Linked DNA regions of Mus musculus: region 1 is linked to region 2. A link is a contact called in public promoter capture Hi-C data. All regions are on one chromosome and are shown on one strand. The core of a region is the stretch at or near the end of the contact, and the rest is flanking DNA. Distances in the headings are between cores, read along the strand shown. Region 1 overlaps Calr4 (calreticulin 4). Region 2 overlaps Nrd1 (nardilysin, N-arginine dibasic convertase, NRD convertase 1).

Evidence for each region. Capture Hi-C pulls out chosen DNA fragments and counts their contacts.
Region 1: a contact with region 2 is called in a promoter capture Hi-C map of adipose tissue. The contact joins two enhancer-like sites. A contact is called at or near these places in 3 of 39 promoter capture datasets (the 3T3-L1 cell line, embryonic stem cells and stem cell-derived epiblast-like cells) and 3 of 9 other capture datasets (adipose tissue, liver and pancreatic islet).

What each region holds. Positions count from the first base shown.
Region 1 is chr4:109,244,549-109,247,766 of GRCm38.p6, forward strand. It overlaps Calr4 (calreticulin 4), which reads left to right. Exons shown (of 8, transcript NM_001033226.4): 5 at 141-254; 6 at 1,600-1,743. The region is part of intron 2 of Gm40225 (a long non-coding RNA gene); the gene reads right to left. Among named protein-coding and RNA genes, the nearest start is that of Calr4, 11 kb to the left of the region's middle. Within about 2 kb of position 1,298, at least 12 of the 459 cell types and tissues checked have an H3K27ac peak or open chromatin away from gene starts, as enhancers often do. A contact at or near this core is called in adipose tissue, where this site is marked.
Region 2 is chr4:109,046,937-109,049,837 of GRCm38.p6, forward strand. Nrd1 (nardilysin, N-arginine dibasic convertase, NRD convertase 1) reads left to right here. Exons shown (of 31, transcript NM_146150.3): 18 at 661-780; 19 at 2,131-2,182. Among named protein-coding and RNA genes, the nearest start is that of Gm32581, 30 kb to the right of the region's middle. Within about 2 kb of position 1,500, at least 24 of the 459 cell types and tissues checked have an H3K27ac peak or open chromatin away from gene starts, as enhancers often do. A contact at or near this core is called in adipose tissue, where this site is marked.

The DNA.
Region 1 (3,218 bases), core at 48-2,547, 200 kb after region 2:
CTTCTCTCTCCTGCACTGGGCTATCACACACTGGAGCAGGAGGGCGGGGTGGGTAGGGAGCCGATTCCCCCTGTCTGTACTTGAGTCCCCAGTTTCCTCCCATATCACGTCTATCTTCATGAAGGAACATTTTGTTTTAGGACTGGGAGGACTCTGAATTCATCCCAGACCCGGATGCCAAGAAGCCAGATGACTGGAATGAGGCGATGGATGGAGTGTGGGAAGGGCCCTTGATACCAAACGTCAAGTACATGGTGAGGAATCCCTCTTTTCAATGACAACTTATGAAGGGAAATCAGATGTAAATTCTAACTTATAAAACACATGCAAACCAGATGTATGCATGTAAATTCTAACTTATAAATTCTAATTTACAAAACACAATTTCTAACCCATAGGCTTGTAATCCTAGCCCTCAGGAGGTTGAGGTAGGAAGATTTCGAGTTCAAGGACAGGCTGGACTGTACAGCAGGACCATGTCTCAAAAGAAAATACAACAAAATGAAAACAAAGCAGAAAGTCTGTGTTCTCCTGTTCTTCCCCTCTACACTCTGAACACTGAATAGGATGCTGGCCACATCAGAGTTCTCAGTCTCTTCCTACTTATAAGGGGGGAGGGCTGGTAAAGCCAGCACTAAGAGGTAATGGGTCAGACAGGCTTGGGCAAGGAGCTTGTCTAGAGCTGGGAAAAGCTGCCAGTTAAAGGAACATGATGCAAACAGGAAACAGTCTAGGACTCAGGAATTGGATGTCTTACGAGCAGGCTAGAAGGGTAAAGAGTGGGATCTGCATGAATCCAAGGTATTTAAGGATAGAGGGACTTCCTCCCCCCTAACCGCCACCTCCCCCTCAGACAAGGTTTCTCTGTGTAGCCCTGGCTGTCCTGGAACTCACTCTGTAGACCAAGCTGGCCTTGAACTCAGAAATCCACCTGCCTCTGCCTCCCGAGTGCTGGGATTAAAGGCATGCGCCACCACTGCCTAGTGAGGAACTTCCATTTAAGGGTCAACTCGTGATCTCATGTCAGAGCAAGAACTAAAGGAATCCGCCAACAAGTGGCCCAGCAACAAAGTTAACTGGAGCAGGATTTTATCTGGCCAGTTTCCTGCACCACACAGGACAAAGAGAACAGCCCCGAGTGCCACAACACTTCAACTATGTTCTCCAAGAAGCTGTGTTTCTAAACTTCATGGATGTGCCTGTTCAGAGAAAGGGCCAGGCCAGAATAGACCCTTGCCATGTCATTTCACTCCCAGTGGGTGGAAAAGGGAACTTGGAAGAGTCTTATGCCATTACTCAAAGAAAGGGAGAGTTGGGGTTTTTTTTGTTTTGTTTTGGTTTGGTTTTTGAGACAGGGTTTCTCTGTACAGCTCTGTAGACCAGGCTGGCCTCGAACTCAGAAATCCGCCTGCCTCTACCTCTGCCTCCCAAGTGCTGGGATTAAAGGTATGCGCCACCACAGCTGGCTGTGAGAGGGAGAGTTTTAAGAGGCTGTGACACAACTCTTTATAAATTGATTGATGCTTTTTGATTGTGTAATGTTAGAAAAATGGAAAATTATTACTGACATGTCCACTCTTGGTTGGTTTTTTTGTTTAGGGAGAATGGAAACCTCGGATCATTGACAACCCCAATTACCAGGGCGAGTGGATTCACCCAGAGATAGACAACCCCAAATACAGGCCTGACCCCACCATTGGTCACTATCACAACATTAGTGTCCTTGGTCTGGATCTTTGGCAGGTAAAGCACCTGGGCTCATAGCCCTTCAGCAGTGGTCCTTTTCCACAAAGTAGAAGAAGCAAGCCCCAACCTGACGTTAGAGACTTGAATAAATCCTGATCTTTTTAAACCTCAAACAACTCCTCTTTTAAGTGGAAGTAATTATATTTATCCTCAACTTTTACTTAGTCCCTTATACAACCACTGTATTAAGGACTTTGCATGTTTGTTTAATTTTAACCATATACCTATTTTTCAGCCTCAAAAGAAGGCTCCAAAAAGCTGAATAATTTTCCTGAAGATCTGTATCTGATAATAGAAGCAGAAAACTTGGGCCTGCGTGCTAGTCTTTCTTCATCAGATGTACTCCTGTGTATTACTAATACTTTTGATGCCTTTGCTGATCTTACATGGTTCCTTTCCCTGTCTCATTTTGGGATAATGTCTCATGTAGTCTAGACTGGCCTCCAGCTTGCTATGTAGCTGAGATAGCCTTGAACTTCTGACCCTTGCGCCTCCACCTCTAACTGTGCAGGCACCAAAGCTCCTAGTACAGGGCCCTGTGCTTTGCTTTCCTCGTTTCTTTATTCATTTCCTGCTTTAGTTATCCTCACTTACTCGGGTTTCTGACTTCGGGAGGTCAGTATAGAAATGGAATGAAGTCACTACCAGATGCCAGGCATGGTTTCAGAAGGGGAGGAAGAAGGAAGAGTCACTGTGTTTCCTTCCTTCCTGACTTACCTGAAAAACAGGGATACAAGCCATGCACATTTGTATTACTACCCCCCCTCTTTTTTTTTTTTTTTTTTTTAGCTTGTTCCTTTTAAATGAATTGGAACTTTCTACATCACATAAATAGATATAATCATATTAATGTGCATACTCTGTTTACTTAAAAAATTAGATTTGTGTGTGTGCCCATGTGTGTGTGTGTGTGTGTGTGTGCCCATGTATGCCATGGGCTGCATGTGGAGGTTGACAGAAGACAAGTTGTTGGAGTTAGACCTCTTTTTCTGTGATGTGGGTTCCGGGGACTGAGCTTGGGTCACCAGGCTTGTCCACAAGTGTCCTTACCGCAAAGCGTTCTCACTGGTCTTTAAAATGTTTCTCCCACTAAAAACATTAGGGTGCACATTTTATTCTAGATCTTTGTTTAAAATGTTTCTCCCACTAAAAACATTAGGGTGCACATTTTATTCTATATCTTTGTTTAAAATGTTTCTCCCACTAAAAACATTAGGGTGCACATTTTATTCTATATCTTTGTTTAAAATGTTTCTCCCACTAAAAACATTAGGGTGCACATTTTATTCTATATCTTTGTTTAAAATGTTTCTCCCACTAAAAACATTAGGGTGCACATTTTATTCTAGATCTTTGTTTATAAACTTTTGGCACTAATTTTTCTGGGCTCTATCAACCTCTCTAAACAGGCAAACCTACTTGAAGAATTTAACTATGTCAGAAGAGTACTCCTCGAGCCTTGATCCTAATGC
Region 2 (2,901 bases), core at 250-2,749:
GGTTAAGAGTAACAGCTTGTTCTTTCAGAAGACAGGGTTTAGCTCCCGGCTCCCACATGGTAACTCACAACCATCTCTCCAGCCCCATCTTTTATTCTCCCCTTTCTTTAAATTTACTATCTTTTTTAAGAGATCATTAATCTATAATTTAAAAAAAATTATGTGCGTTTGCTGTTTTGCCTACATGTATGTGTGAGGGAGTTGGAACCACTGGATCTTGAGTTACAGATGGTTGTGAGCTGCCATGCGGTTACTAGGAATTGAACCCAGGTCCTCAGAAGAGCAGCCAGTGCTCTTAACCGCTGAGCCATCTTTCCAGCCCATAAATTAACTATCTTTTATCTACATGCTAATTAAACAGTTTGCCAGTAATTTGAAATAACAAAAGGTGGTATTTGAGCAGAACTATTTGGCAAAAGCAGAACTTAAACTTGGCAAAAGATTATTCTTCTTGAAGAACCTATTCATTCATTGCGTTATACAAGTGTCCAGACCCAAAGGCCACCCTCTCCTAATTAACGGTTACTTGGGAAAGGGAGGCTGAGTGTACAGAGATAAGAATCTGCTGTTGGGAATGAGATAGCTTTAGTTTCCATCTAATTTAAGGCCATGTGTACATTGCATTTGAAAATATGATCACTCTTTTGTTCTTATTGTTAGCCACGGACTTTACGTTGAAGGCTTTTGATTGCCCTGAAACTGAATACCCTGCTAAAATTGTCAATACCGCACAAGGCTGCTTGTGGTATAAGAAAGACAACAAATTCAAAATCCCCAAAGGTGAGATAAAGTAGAGAAAGCTTCCTCTTCTGAGGCAGCCTCTGTTCCTGTTGCCTACTCCTCTCCCTTTGAAGCCCCCTTTACAGTTATAGGCTAACAGTGTGCACCTGTGCTTATGGGAGTGTATACAGACACTCTGCCTTCCAGAAGTAGACAGTCAGCTCTGGGCTGGTGAGCTGGCCCAGCAGCTAAAGGCACTTGATACCAAGCCTGATGCCTGGCTTTGGGCCGGCATGGTAGGAGGTGAGAACCAACTTCTAGGAATTGTCCTCTGACCTTCACAGAAGAATTGTCCTCTGACCTGAACACACACACACACACACACATACATAACTAAAAAATCCAATTCTAGAAAGAAGCTATTTTTAAAGATTTTTCCTTTCAGATAAATTAGTACCAGTTATTTCATAAACTTAGGATTAATAGTATTATTTAGACATTTTTTCTTTTTTTTCGAGACAGGGTTTCTCTGTGTAGCCCTGGCTGTTCTGTAGACCAGGCTGGCCTTGAACTCATAAATCCACCTGCCTCTGCCTCCCAAGTGCTGGGATTAAAGACACTACATTATTTTTAAAAATGGAATAAGATATGAGGAGAATCATTCCTAGATATGATAGGAAGCCTAATCTAGAACTGTAAAGGGAAATCTTCCCTACTGCTTATCTCTGCCTTTTGCTTTTAGCGTGTCTCCTGTGGGGTAAACACACCCTCTAAATTCCTTTGACTTTAAGTCATGGCCAAACCGTGTTGTTCTTGGAATCATACTCTGGACCTAGACAGTCTCCCTTTCACCTTCTCTCCTCCCCTTTCTCTAGAACGTCACGTAATGTGTGACCCAGGCCAGTCTACACATGGCAAGCCTGTGCCTCAGTCTCCCAGGCTTTGGGATTTGGGGCTGTCTCCTCACAGTTTTTCTTGACTGAATCATAAGATTTAAAAACGGTTATTGCCGTTCATTCAGCGTCTCTAGGAAAAGGCTTCATGGCACCTTCCCATGGACACCGAGCTGCTTGATTGATAAATGTTCCTAACGTGTAAACTTCTATAAATATTTTTGCCTGTCTCAAGTTAATGATAAATATGGTTATTCATAGACCTTTTTGTATGTGTCTGATATTCCTGTAGGTTAAAGTGTGCTTCTATGATACTTAATTGGAATGGTGAGAAACACCCTTTAAAAGCTTTAAGAATAAAAATAACGTAGGGATAAAAGAGAATAGACATGTAACGAGGCTTTAGGGACTAGTAGTTTATTTTGAACTTAAAAGCCCCATTAAAAGAAAATAATAGGTGTTAAGATATTTGAGGCCTCTGACCTTTTATATTTTATCCATGGTCTTTTTCTTTCAGCATATATACGATTTCATCTGATCTCACCTTTGATACAGAAATCTGCAGCAAAGTGAGTGTTTGGTTTTTGTTTGTTTGTTTTTTCCCTCCAGAGAAAGGGAGAGGGAGAGGGAGGGGAGAGGGGAGAGGAGAGGGGAGAAGAGAGAGAGAGAGAGAGAGAGAGAGAGAGAGAGAAAGAGAAAGAGAAAGAGAAAGAGAAAGGAAAATGATTGACTGTGCGGGCTAGTTTTACGTATGTCAACTTGCCACAAGCTAGAATTCTTTTGTAGAAGAGGGAACCTCAAGTGTGAAAATGCCCACCAGACTGGCCTGTGGGAAGCCTGTGGTGCATTTTCCTGATTGCCAGTCGATGTCAGTGGTGCCACTCGTGGGCTGTTGGTCCTTCATGCTCTAAGAAAGCAGGCTGAGCAGACCCTAAGAAGCAAGCCAGTATGCAGCACTTGCCCATGGCCTCTGCATCCAGGTTCCTGCTCCGTTTGAGTTCCTGTCCTGGCTTCCTTTGATGATGGACTGTGATGTGGAAGTGTGAGAGAATAAACCCTTTCCTTCCCAAGCTGCTTTTGGTCACAGTGTTTATCACAGCAGTGATAACCCTACCTAAGAAGCTGGTGCCAGGAGTGGGATGTTGCTGTGACAGACTGGACCCTGTTTCCAGGAGGATTCTGGAAGGACTTTTGAACTTTGGGCTAGAGAAGCCACTTACGTGTTCAAAGCTTGGTGCTCTGTTCTGGGTCCTTGGAGGGACATCTCTGAGATGCAGATGACATGCCT